Linked DNA regions of Oryza sativa: region 2 is linked to region 1. Evidence: chromatin contacts called from public HiCAR-type data. All regions are on one chromosome and are shown on one strand. Each heading gives the region's core, a stretch centred on a gene start, on an enhancer-like site or on the middle of the called end of the contact. The rest is flanking DNA. Distances are from core to core; before and after follow the strand shown. Region 1 holds the start of LOC4352146 (UDP-glucose 6-dehydrogenase 4-like). Region 2 holds the start of LOC4352156 (autophagy-related protein 101).

Region 1 (6,866 bases), core at 3,208-5,707:
GTCTTTTTAGAAATTTGGATCACCCCAACTCTCATCTCAAATACATCAACAGTCTAAAGTACAATAACACTTGCACATTATTGTCTTTCACTTACGTGCAAACCACATCAATTCTTTGATAGAGGAGAGAGTGGATGTCACTAACGAAGAAAGTTGAGGTGGTCGAAAGTAAAACACATATAAAAATTTTTAGTCCAAAGTAAAAATATTGAGTGAAGAGCCACCATTTAATAATTATTTAAAGAATATCTATATGCGTAGCCTACATACATCCCTTATGAGGATTTGTTTTAGAAAATAGCATATTTAAAATAAAGGAATTTAATATGAAACTACACGTCAAACTGGTAACCAAATATTTATATATATTTAAATGTGTTATACACATAAAGTCACATGTTATGACCTATGATAAGGATTATTTTCAAGGGATTGTAGGATACTATAGAAGTAATTTGTGAGCACATTTCTGACCTAACTGAGACAATTTGGATTGAAAATTTTCGGATGGTTGTGTGTTAGTGTTGGAAATATGGTCATATATCGGTATATTTTAATCCAAAATATTAAGACAATAAACATGACATGAACAATGTGAGGTGATCTAGTGATAAAATTAAACATAACCAGGAGCATGCTTAAGATAAAATAAGCATCAACATCATTTAGAGAACGCAATAACATTGCGACTAACAGATGTAACAAAAACAGAGATAGCAGTAGGATGGTATACCCTGTAAAGGTCCCTCCGCTGGATTGTGAGACAGAACTGCCTCCGTTGGTGTTGTCGATCGGTGCGACTCCAGTTCCTGGCGCACCTCCGTTGACGCCGCCACCAGTAGACATTGCCGCGACGCATACCGAACAGAACCACCGACGATGATGAAGAGAGAGCAGTTGTACGGAAGCACTCCTTAAAAACCTGATCACCCGCCTACCCGGTGCAGATCTCAGGCGAAGGTGTGGTTTCGGAGGCCCTGCTCGTTCCGATCATTCGTGCGCGCAAGCAATCAGAACCGGGGAAGCAGAAGCAGCACAGGCGCAAGCGTGGAGGAAGAACCAGCGATGGGAGAAAGCGTAGAGATCTGATCGGAGGAAGAACCAGTGATGGGAGAAAGCGTAGAGATCTGACCGGGGGTCTCTATTTCCTAATAGCGTCGGAGAGGAATCCGCACCCGTTGCGGACGCGACGCACGCCTCGCCTCGCCCACGGCCGGCTCGGCTCGGCGCGCGCGCGTGTGGCTTTCCGATCCCCACCTCAACCGGTTAACAGGTAGCCTCCAATAACTCTCTATTTAAGTTGAGATACTCCACTTTTAATTCTCAGGGCGATATTATTTTCTTTAACATTTATTATGGGCCCTTGAGATTTTAATAGAAAAATCGGGCCTAGCCCATTTATTCTAACAGTTAGTTCAGTTAAAAAAACAAGTGGTTATATGTTAGCCTACTGCCCCTGCTCACGTCTAATTGCCGTTAATGTTTTTTTTCTCCTAACATATTTCTATATTTATAGGTCCTTATATACCTGGAACTAAAATTTCATGAAATTCCATGGTACACTTAAATACCACTCGAATTTGCCGTGTTCCCTTTTCTATCACTACCGTCCAACTCCGTTATTTGTTCCGGGTTTTCTTTTCTTATTTGTGAAAACATTTGTGTTAAGTACCAGAGCTGCCCCTCCTGGTCAAGAATTGGGAGGCAAGTTGTGACCCTTGTCGCTGTCTAGCTCCGGTCACCGGATCATCTCCGGCTCTCTTCTCCAGTGGTTGGTCAGAGGAGAGGCAGCACCAAAAAAATTGGACCAATCTTTTCATTCAGTTACAGCATATTACACATTTATTGCCGAGCCAAAAACAATGAAACCAGAGCAAACAAGACTGCTGCAGTTTGGCCAAGAAAAAATTGCATCATTAATCTTTAGCGACACAAGAATACATTTGAAGAATAAATCGGCTATAAGAATTCATGTCATCATACAAGATTGAGGGTGGCACTCAAACGGTAGAGGCCTGAAGATTTCAGATCTACAATGGTGCAACACAAGAAAAACTTGAACAAAGATACTAACAGAAATCAACTTTCTGTTTGACAAAATGGTAGCCTCTCCTGTATGTAAAGACGAACAACGAGCTATAAAAAATGATGGTCAACCAAATTCCTCTTCGACGCAGACTCTCTTCAGCACCAGCAGAGTGTAGAGAGCTATGAGGTTCAGGTGTGGAATATGGAAAATTATTATGCAACCGCGGGCATGTCCTTGAGCCAGGCATCAAGCGGCTTGCCGATGGAGTAGACGATGAACCCAATCTCCCTGAGCTTCTCGGCATCGACCACATTGCGCCCATCAAAGACGAATGCAGGCTTCTGCATGTTGTCAAAGATCTTCTGGTAGTCCAAGGTCTTGAACTCGTCCCACTCGGTGAGGATGCAGACACCATGGGCCCCCTTGGTGGCCTCATATGCATCCCACACCACGCTCACCTGCTTGAATGCAGTGGGGCTGGTCGGCTGCAGGTGCATCGGGTGGTCCCAGTCGAACTTGCTCATGGCGAGGTCCCGCTGGATCTGGTCCTCGGTGACCTGTGGATCGTAGATGCTGATCTGTGCCTTGTCACCCAACAGACCGTGGCACACATCAATGGCTGGTGTCTCCCTGGTGTCACCGGTGTCCTTCTTGAACGCAAAGCCAAGGACGGCGATCTTCTTGCCGGAGACTGTGTTGAACATGGAGGACACAACGCGGTTGACAAACCGGCTCTTCTGGTAGTCGTTGATCTTGATGACCTGCTTCCAGTAGTTGGCCACCTCGGGAAGGCCATTGCACTCGCAGATGTACACAAGGTTCAGGATGTCCTTCTGGAAACAGGATCCACCAAAGCCAACACTGGCGTTCAGGAACTTGGGGCCAATCCTGGAGTCCTTTCCCACAGAGTAAGCAACCTCGGCCACATTGGCACCAGTCGCCTCGCATAGGGCGGAGATGGCATTCACAGAGGAGATCCTCTGTGCCAAGAACGCGTTGGCTGCGAGCTTGGAGAGCTCAGCGGACCACAGGTTGGTGGTGATAATCCTGTCCTCAGGAACCCAGTGGGCGTACACCTCCTTGAGAGCCTGAACAGCCTTCTTGCCCTCAGGGGTCTCCCGGCCACCAATGAGCACTCTGTCAGGCTTGAACAGATCTTCGATCGCAGTGCCCTCCGCGAGGAACTCCGGGTTTGAGAGGATCTGGTAGTTGATGCCCTTGCTGTTGTGGGTCAAGATCTTCTCAATGGCCTCTGCAGTCTTGACAGGGACAGTGGACTTCTCAACAACGATCTTGTCAGACTTGGAGACATCAGCAATCATCCGAGCAGCACTTTCCCAGTAGGTGAGGTCAGCAGCCTTGCCTGCTCCAAGACCACGGGTCTTGGTGGGGGTGTTGACAGATACAAAGATGATGTTCGCCTCGGCGACATGCTTCTCCACATCAGTGCTGAAGAAGAGGTTCCTGCCTCTGCACTCCTTCACGACCTCATCGAGGCCAGGCTCGTAGATCGGGAGCTGTTCGCTGTTCCAGGCATCAATGCGAGGCTTGGAAATGTCAACAACCACCACCTCGATTGCTGGGCATTTGAGGGCAATGACGGCCATGGTTGGGCCGCCGACATAGCCAGCTCCAATGCAGCAGATCTTCACCATCTTCTCAGCTTAGTTCTGAAACTGTGATAATGAAAACTGATTTTCAGGAGATTGAAGAATAAGCACTAAAAGTAATTATATAGATCAGAACTTGTAAGCAGCATTTTTGAGTTAATAGAAGCTATCTAGATACACAGTTTACAAGCACAATGACCAATATGTCAAAAGAAACATGCAAAGACTGCTAGGCTGTGAAATACATTTAGTCAGGTTCTGAGGAACACAATTAAACTGATAAACCAATGAGCAGTTCATGATAATAATATGTGCCTATTGGTGTCAAACTGCATCAGGAGAATGACAGATGGAGATCCGTCACCACAACAACACTAACAAAAAGTTTAGCTAACGAATTCAAGTTACGAGCAGAATAATAATGCCTCTAATTCATCAACGACGACAGCACTGTAGCAAGCAGTAAAATAAAAGGAAATAGTTCCAAACAGGGGTGAAAGGAAACAAATTTAATGGCACAAACACAGAGTAAATCAAGTTACTGAATCTAGCAAGGGATCATATATGTGCAAGGCATGAATCTCAAGCAAATTCAGAGATTCACAGCATTAAGTATCTTGAGATGAACAACTAAAACAGGAAACCACACAGCTTGCATGGTCCATACTCGAACTACAGATCAACCGCAGAAGTATGCACGAGATCATGAAGAATCTTACCAGATCTCAAGAACTTAAGACAGATCTTGAGGAGAACACCGACAGAGAAGAGAAATGGGAGGCAGCCTCTTGTATGCAGAGGGAAGCTGCCTACGATATGCACTCAGAGGGAGGCCTCAGCTCCTTATATGCCCCTTCCCACAAACCCAGCAGATCAGATCTACCCCCCCTCCGAAAAATTTACCGTGTCAAGGCTGGTCAGAAATCTGGAATAAATGAGCAGGTGTGAGTTGGTCTTATGCTTTGCCAAGAGGCCACCAAACCTCCACTAATCAAAAAAGGTTCCCATGAGTCCATGACACACCACCAAACCTCTTTAAGCTAACCAATTAAGAAAAAAGAACAGCTAATTAAAAAATGGTTGCTTTGTCATTATGGTATAATTGAACAGCATGTGATCAGATTTGCCACCATCTTACGCATCTATCTCTACTGCCATTCGGTGTACACAACTAACTAAAGGTCAGACATGGGGAACCGAAATGGCTGTCTACATGCAACCCATGAAGCTACATGTAACAGCATCATGTAACAGCATCATGTACAGCTTGGGATAAGTAAATTAACAGCATTTTAATATTCCATAAGTCAACTACAGCAGCAGCCAACTAATTATTGGGGTCGGTCAGAACAACACATGATGCAAAAACCCAGGCTGGAAAAAGTTACCGCGTTAGATTGGGATGTAAGAAATGGTAAAGCTGTATCCATCCATCAATCCATCCAGTGGAAGCAATAGAATGCTTCAGAGCTTGGACACCGTCAAATTCAGCAAGTTGATGGCTTGAGGCTGATGCCTTCTCCAACCAAACCAAAGCAAGTGTATCATAAATTTTTTGCACTGGTATGATAACTGGTTAAGATGCAGAGACTGAATCTTCCATAGCGAAAAAAAACTCCAGCATCCATGGTAGCAAAAAAGAAAAGAAAAGAAAAGAAAAGAATAACTCTGAAGAAAATTCTGCAGAAAAACGTGTGAATTCCCGGAGTTTCAGGTCGCTGTCATCTGATTGCTGCAACTAATAATAGACCAAGAAAACTCCCGTTTTCTTTCTCCCATTCACATAGCGGGAGACGTCGGTGGCGGCGTGGACACACCATCAGGGCAGAGGGTCGCACCAGAGTGAGGAGGGTATGGAGATGGAATTGGATCGGGAGCGCACCGTCGCGTGGGGAGGTGCCGGCGGCGCGCAGATCCGGGTCCGGGTGGGCGTCGGCGTCGGCGTCGGCGGCGCGCGGATCGAGGCGGAGATCTGGACTCTCTTGCGGCGCGTGGCTGGCCGTGAGGGTTGCTGGATGGGTCGGCACCGGCGGGTGAAGAGACGGCGGCTGCTGCGGTTGCGGGTGGTGGTGGTGGTGGCGGTGGTGGTCGCCGGCGGCGGCGGCGAGCGAGGAGGCAATGGAGGCGGGCCCGTGGTGGGTTAGGGTAGACGAGGCCCAGGCTTAGGTAAGGCCCCGAGAAGGCCCAATAGGCCCATAGGTGGACTGTGTCTGGCCCAGCTTGCCCAAACAGGAAATGGGCCCATCTACCTAATGGCCCAGTTCTTAGCAGAAGAAGTAAGAGCGAACTCTAATGGGCTGCCTATTTATACCTCCTTAGGAAAAAGTACACTGAAAAATCATCCCTCAACCCAAAAATCAGATATATAACATCCCTTAACATACAAAATTGGGTCACTCTAGGTCCTTGGGTGGTTTTGACCCCGGTTTTGTCCTACGTGGCAGCTGAGTTAGCATGGGGCCCACGTAGGTCCCACATGTCAATGACTACTTCCTTTCCTCTCTTCTGGCAATCGGTGGCGTGGGAGGACTGAGAAGCGTGGCTGACGACAGGCGGGGAGAGGAGCGGAGGTGGAGACGGACGCGGCGGCGGCGCCACCGGCGATGGCCTCGCCCTCACCTCGCTCTCCTCTCTGCTCGATGAGAGGCGACTCAAGCGCTCGCCCACGTGTCCCCCTGGGTGCTGCGCCCTCCGCCGCTCCCAACTCGGCGGTGGTGGCCCTCATTGGAGGTGCCGGCCGACGAACAGGATCTGCGCAATGGGAGAGGAGGACGACGTCGGGCAGCGCAACTGGAGAGGAAGACAACATTAGACGGCGCCGGCTTGTAGATGAAGCGTGCCGCCCTCTCCCCGTCGGTCGCTGCACCAATCCCAACGCTCGCTTCCCACCGAGGACGGGCTTGAACATGGCGGCGGCGCGGCCAGTCGAGGACCGCCCGTGGTCGGAGCAGCCGCTACTGGAGCCGTGCAAGCAGCGCCGCCGCTGAGAGCTTGAGGGGTGGGAGGGATGGCGCAAGGACGGAGGAGGACGGCCGGAGCGGCTGCTCATTAGGGCTCGACTTCGACGACAATGGCGAGCTCTTCTCCATGGGTCGCTCTTCCACTGTGGCTCATATGGGCTCGCTCTTCCACTCATCTCCCTGTCCGTCACCGCGTGTCTCTCGGCAGAGCTGCAGTGGGCGCCAGGTCACGGCCGGAGCGGGCGAAGTGGCGACGTCGGCGGGCGA
Region 2 (6,866 bases), core at 2,939-5,438, 240 kb before region 1:
CCTCACCAAATAAGAGGAATCAATCACTGGCCTTTAGAAATCACTGAGGAAATGGTATTTGACTACCCTAATTATATTGCCCTACTTTACTTCCAGAGTACATCCTGCACTCTTCTGATGGAAGAAATGTAAAACTTAATTTTCTGTAGGGATGGCAGTAATGCCCACAGGCTCGGGTATCCATGGATACCCGACCCGATGGGCAGGGGCGTGGGCGCGTTCTTTTGTCCGTGGGCACGCCCGACCCGACACCCGTGAACTTAGTGGGCGCAGCCGGTTTTTATATTTTGCCCACAGGTAACCCATGCCCGACCCGAAAATTTGTAGCACATCTATATCCAATTATCCATCAGGCATGCCATCAATAGTTTAACATCCCTCCTCAGGCCCAGCCCATTGGCCCATTTGTATGAGGCGGTATATATATTTCACATCTCTGCATAACCCTAACCCTAGTCCCTCACTCCCTCGCGTCTCTCTCTCTCAGTCTCTCTCTCTCGGGCTCTCGGCGCACGGGAGGGAACGAGCATAGGCGGCGGCGCACGGGAGGGAGCGCGGGCGGCGGCGCGGCGGCGCAAGGGAGGAAGGGAGCAGGCAGAGGGACCACAAGTGGCGGCACATAGATGGCGGCGCACAGCCGCACGGGAGGGAGCAGGCGGTGGCGCACGCAGGCAAGCCTGATCTTATGCCAGATCTGATATTGGTGTTGTGACTTGTGAGCTGAGATTAAGTGTTGAACTGAGATATTGCTGGCTTTGTTGTGCAACTGATGGCTGCCCTGATTAATTGATATTGCTGGCTTTGTTGTGCAAGTCTTGATGTTGATGTCATGATGTAGATGTTGTAAGTGTTGAACTTAAATTATGTGTGTAGATGTGGTTTTGTTGTAACTTTTGCATTTATACTTCTGTTTTTAAAATTTGTGCTATCCAGTGGGTACCCGTCGGGCATACCCGTTCCCGTCAGACATGGGCACAGGCATGGGGTTTTTGCCCGATAGACCTGGCGAGTGTGGGTTGGGCACGGGCATGTGAGTTTCGGGTTGGGCACGGGCATGTGGGTCTCGGGTCAGGCATGGAATTCCTTACTTAAGATGTCGCCGCGCACCGAAACCAAGCCGCGGAGGCCAGCAGCGGCTGCGCTATTCTGCGCCACGCCACCGTCGATTCACCGAGCGGTGATCGAGGGAGGCGCCCGAAGACCGCGTTTCGGGAAATTTTTTTTTTTGGGGAGGGGGGGGAAGAGGGGGTGGAGGCGGCGGGAAATTTTCATGCGCAAATCCTAGCAGCAGAAACGACTTGCACCGAAATTTTTTTTTAGTTTTCTCAAACTTCCCCTCTAGGTATCTCTCTCTAGGAGGAGATGAGCCACTAGCCCACGATTGGGCATTAGGACCTAATAATTTTTTTTTGCGTGCGTACCGCTTTGTTACTTCAGCTTGTGTTTTCACCACGGAAGAAGTTCATCTGAGGTCCCTTGACTCGTCAATGAATCCAATTTTTCGTCTTTCAACTGGAAAACCAGATACAACGGGTCCCTCGACTGTCAAAACAGGTGCAATATAGGTCCTATAGCGGTTTAGACGGCGGTTTTAGCTAACGTGACGCCTACGTGGCTAATTTGACTCGGTCTTCATCTGATGTGGCATATGAAGCAAAATTTCACAACTTTAAAAATAAAACAAAATATGAGCCCACATGTCAGTCAAATAATAAGATTAAAAAATAGTGGGACCCACATGTCAGTGATCCCCTTCCTCTAGCCCATCCCCTCTCTTCTCTATTAACTCCCCTTCTCCCTCTCTTCTCTATCTCCTCATCTCCTCATCCCATTCTCCTTCCATCTCCTCGTCGACGCCTGCACTGTCGCCAACGCCGCCGGAGACCGAGAGGGTGGTGGAGGTCAAGCTCTACCACAAGCCCGTCGTGCTCGCCGGCCTCCTGCTACCGCCCGATGCTAGTGACGACGGCTACCTCCTAGACCTAATATCGTGGCTCGATGAGCAGCCGGGCACGGATATGACGGAAGAAGTCGCCTCCGCCTAACGCCCGTGACCGTCTAGCACATCGCCTCATCTATCCTCTCTCTCGAGCTGCGCGAGCCCGACGGTGCCACCTCGTCTCCTCTTTCCTCCACTGCCGTGCCGTCCGCTTACCAAGAAGGACCAGCTCACCGCCGCCAGAGGATGACACCATCGCCATCTGTATCTGCTCACGCCTGACACCGTCGACGCATCCGACCTCGGCTACCTCCCCCACCTTGGTCGGCGACGGAGACGCGAGGCCGCAGCTGTGGCCTAGTGATGGTGTCTCGATCACCATCCCTTCTCCTCCTCCTCCTCTTCCTCCTCCACTCCGCCACTGCCTTTCGCCGCCATCCACAGTGTTTGCTCCCACGCCGCAAATGCCAAGAAAAATGTGCCGCTCACACTGAGAGAAAGGGAGAGAAACAAAGAGAGAGAGGGGTAAGGAGAGGATGTGTTAGTGATATCTGGGGTCCGCTAATTTTCATGTGCGTCCCACTAGTTCTTACTCTCTCCATACTCGAAAAGAAAGTCGTTCAGGACAATGTTTAAGTCAAACCTTAGGAATATAAATCATGAATAATTCTCAAGTTGTTGAGTTTGAAAATATAAAAAATATATGAATAGATTTGTCTTGAATAATACTTTCATAAGAGTATACATATATCACATTTCAATAAATATTTTTATAGAAACAAGAAGTCAAAGTTGTGTTTTGGAGACTGTGTCGCTGTCCAAAACGACTTCCTTTACAGGTACGGAGGGAGTATCTTCTATCTGATTGACATGTGGGCTCCACTTTTTTTATTTTAATTTTTGTATTTTGCTTCCGTTGCCACATCATCGCCACGTAAGACGAGAACAAGTCAAACTAGCCACTTAGATGCCACGTCAACCAAAACCGCCATCCAAACCGCCTTGGGATCTTTTTTGCACCGGTTTTGACAGTTGTGGGATCGGTTGTATCTGGTATTACGGTTAAGGAATGAAAATCGAATTCGCTCTCAAGTTAAGGGACTTAAAATGAACTAATTCCTTTCGTTGCCGCTGCTCTGTTCATCGGCTGCCCCATAAAGATGGGTCACACATATAAGGGTGGGACCCACCTGTCAGTCCCCCAGCTGAGCCCTGCGGTTGCTTCACTTCTCCTACCCAATCCAACAAAACTCCGCAATCAAAACAGGAGCGGATTTATTTATATCAAGAAAAAAAGGAAGAAAATTTGCCAACTACTCATTTCTGGATCGCTTCAATATTGGCCTGACCACGAATATTTCAATTACCGTTTTCAAAGAATTACAGTTAGAAATTGATAAAATTACTATTGAATTCTCCATCAGTGAACCTCAGTTCTCTTCACCAAGCCAATATATTCGTCCCCAAATTCTACCTTCGCCACCGACCACACTCGATTAAAAGAAAAACAACATAGCACTTCACTTACACCTAATACTCTTCCTTCTCGAAAGAAATTAAACATATTACTATCGTATTCTCCCTGGGTGAACCTCCACTATATGTTCCACATCAATATATTCATCCCCAAATTCTAACCTTCGCCACAGAACAAGCACGATTAAGAAACAAAAGAACAACATAACACCTAGATTACACCTAATATACTCTTCCTTCCCACTGTGCCAATTTTGAGTCAGCCAAGGCGAATACACTACAACCTGAGTGATTTTCTCAGGAAATTAACCGAACAAGAAGAAGAAGAAGAAAAAAAGGAACGAATCTGCTTCAAAGAACAGGGAGGGAGCACACCGAATCACTCACCCGAGATGGCGCCGCGAGCCGAAACCAAGCCGGCGGAGGCCAGCAGCGAGCGGTCGCCGTCGAATCGCCGAGGTGGTGGTCGGGGGGAGGCGCGAGGAGCCGCGTTTTTTTTTCTTTTTTTTGGCGGGAGACTGCGGGAAACTTGCGCGCGCAAACCCTAGTAGCGGAGAGCCGGAGACGAGTTTCCCTCACCAAAAATCCTTCTTGTCACTTTCCGCGTGGGCCCACATGGCAGTCTCCTGCTGGACGGTGGGTCCCTCGTGTGGCAGTGGGACCCATATGTCAGTGGCACAGCTGCGTTTGCTTCGCTTCTCCTACCCGGTAACCGAAACAGGAGCGGATTTATTCCCTTATATTTATATGTGGAAAAAATTAAAATAAAATCGGATTCTTCTCTTCTCGTGGGGATTCCGGCGAGGATTTCGGCGAGCAGGGGGGCGATCGATCGAGAGCGTCCGCCGCCGCCGCCGCGGAGGTAGGAGGGAGGGGAGAGAGACCGGTCGCGATGAACTGCGAGACGTGCCAGCTGAAGGAGCTGGTGAGATCCAGCGCCGCCTCCCTCCCTCCCTCTCTCATGTTGGGGGGGATTTTTTTTTTTTTTGTGGGGGGAGGGGGGTGATAATTTGTGCTTCGAAGAAGAGGTTTTTTACTGACGGTTTAATGATGGTTTTTAATCGCATGTGGTGCACTAGGAGCTGGAACAGGATGAGATCAAAGATGTGCTTCGATGTGAGTTTTTTTCTATTTCACCTCTTGTTGATGAGTAGTACTCCTACATCCTAGTTATTATTGCACGCACTTTCTGTTTCCTTGATGAATACAATGTGTGAATTTTGCCCAAATCAGAGGATCAACTTTGTAAGGAAGACAAACAAAACTTTTTAATGAAGGATTTTGTGCTATGTGCTGCACATGTAAGCTTCTTGAGATCGAAAATTCAGATTTTTTTTTTCTTTTAGGGACAAACTAGTGATTGTTTGGTTCGGAGTCGTATATTGCAAAAAAAGAAAAAAGTCCCTTTTTCAGTGAATCAAAGGAAGCATCGACCATGGTGAATACTAGCAGGTGGTAGTGGAATAAGGATTACAACCATTAAGATTAGTCCATCCCTAATTATAAAGAAGCATCTTGTGTGAAGTGTCTATGATGGTAGAGGGAGAGATGGGGATCTGGCTGTATTCCATAATGCAATGTTATATCTGGATCTAATTATTCTATCTGCAGCACTTCTGTGACATAACATGATATATGGTTCAAGAATCTAATTAGTCGCAACTTAGATGTTGTTTTCCTGATTTCATTACTTTTTTCAAGTTGAGCTTCCATCCAGATGTGTTATTCTTATGTCTGTCCACGCTATGTTGGTAGTGATGTTATGTATGAATATGTTGCAGGCATTTTACATACGATCTTCTTCCACCGAACTCTTACTCTTGTTCGGCCTAAAGATGTTGACTGCGATCTCTTTGAGATCACCTATGTGAGTACTGTTTTCTTTCTTGAAGAACCATGTTACAGCCCATTTCATCTGTCTATTTGATGTTGCAAACAATTTTGCAAGGTTTCCAATTTAAGGAATTATGATCTGATGACGTTTGCTGGACTTGGTTCCAAACAAATAATCTTGTTCTTTCTGCATGCTTCTGCCCCCAGGTTCAATGCGGACTTCCTGACTTAGAAAAGGAGGTGGATGAAAAGATCAACCAGTTCATTGCTTGGGTGGAGAAGCATCCAAATCGAAGAAGCCAGGTTTGTTTGATATTCATAATCATTATACTCTGCCGTTTACACATTTGCGTTATTTGGTTTTAATACTGGGGGAGTTCAATATATTAGGTCTGCCTGTCCTTCTTTGACGAAAAGAACAAAAACCCAAGCTGGTTCACCAGCAAAACTGAGAGGATTTACTGGGAACAGTGGTTCATCAATTTGCATGTCATAAGCCCTAAAGGACATGGAAAATCACGTAGCTCCAAAGCATCAACAAGTATTCGAGGTTTTTTTTCTTACAGCTCATTCTTCAGGATTGTATTATTTCACATGTATATAGCAAATCATCGGCAAACTAATTTCTGTTGACATTTCCCCTCAGGGAAAGCGTTGGAAGAGGCCAGCTCCAAGCGTGCTGCGCTGGGGTTGCTGATCCAGGAAGTCCTTTTCCAGATCATCAACTTCGCCAATGAGAAAAAAGACCATATTCCTCCAATCTCCGATAGGATATTCAATCACGAGATCTCGATCCCCAGGTGCATATTTTCATTTACATATCTAATTGCACTGAACATTTCGTTGGGTACCCTCTGATGACAGATGAATTCTGTAAGTTTGTTGAAGATTCTGTATCAATATCTGAATCTCCAGGTGACACCTTTTCCTTGGACGTGTTGACAGCTCTTCTGATTCTGTATTCGGGTGGAACGCCGACGTCCTTAGAAGAGTGTTGAATAGTTGAACTGAAGACGGTGATCATCAAGTACGCCATGTCCAGCGTTGGGATAGAAGATAACCCCCTATGTGGTCGTTCTGTCAAAGATGTCAAGCCATTGTCATGAACAGTATCATATTGTACAGAATAATTTAGGTAATAATAGAACAGACAGAAACCAACGATTTTACTCACTGGAGATGTAAATATTTCCCTTGTTAATCTGTGACCAAAAGCAGTTGTTCCTAACTAAAAACTCATGCTGGCAAATCTTACTATGAGAGAAATTGAGTTGTCTGCAGTCAATATGTGTGACCACAAGCAGCTTTGCTATAATAACTGACAGTGGCTAATCTTATTTGGGGAATCGATAATTTGCAACTGTGGTTGCTAAACAACAGGGGGTAATGTGTGCGAATTTCACAAAAAATAATTTACTTGTAGGAAAATATTGGAAGAATTTACAATTAAAGTTTTGTCTCTTTCAAGGTGGAAGATTCTTTTGTTTTTCTTTCCCACCACACTTGTGTTCCCATTCTGCAGGGGGTTGAGGCTGGCTCTATTGCACCCAAGGCCGCCACCATGGTGCACATCCTTTGTAGTATATGACAAGGAGATGATGCGCCGTTTTCACTTGTG

Evidence for each region. HiCAR-type assays count read pairs that join an accessible place to other places.
Region 2: a HiCAR-type map of leaf shows a contact between it and region 1, with 2.4 times the contacts expected there. The contact joins the promoter of LOC4352156 here to the promoter of LOC4352146 in region 1. A contact is called at or near these places in 3 of 15 Hi-C or Micro-C datasets (leaf, seedling and an unstated tissue) and 2 of 4 datasets of contacts at active chromatin or transcription factors (both in leaf).

Annotation. Positions count from the first base shown.
Region 1 is chr12:15,313,987-15,320,852 of ASM3414082v1, reverse strand. It overlaps LOC4352146 (UDP-glucose 6-dehydrogenase 4-like), which reads right to left and starts at 4,457. Exons shown (of 2, transcript NM_001423493.1): 1 at 4,359-4,457; 2 at 1,893-3,705. The coding sequence starts at 3,684. The coding sequence ends at 2,242.
Region 2 is chr12:15,555,678-15,562,543 of ASM3414082v1, reverse strand. LOC4352156 (autophagy-related protein 101) reads left to right here and starts at 4,188. Exons shown (of 7, transcript XM_015763195.3): 1 at 4,188-4,340; 2 at 4,495-4,531; 3 at 5,197-5,282; 4 at 5,456-5,551; 5 at 5,639-5,798; 6 at 5,895-6,048; 7 at 6,164-6,533. The coding sequence starts at 4,308. The coding sequence ends at 6,167. It overlaps LOC9271078 (putative bifunctional dihydrofolate reductase-thymidylate synthase), which reads right to left and starts at 3,935. Exons shown (of 10, transcript XM_066306260.1): 1 at 3,803-3,935.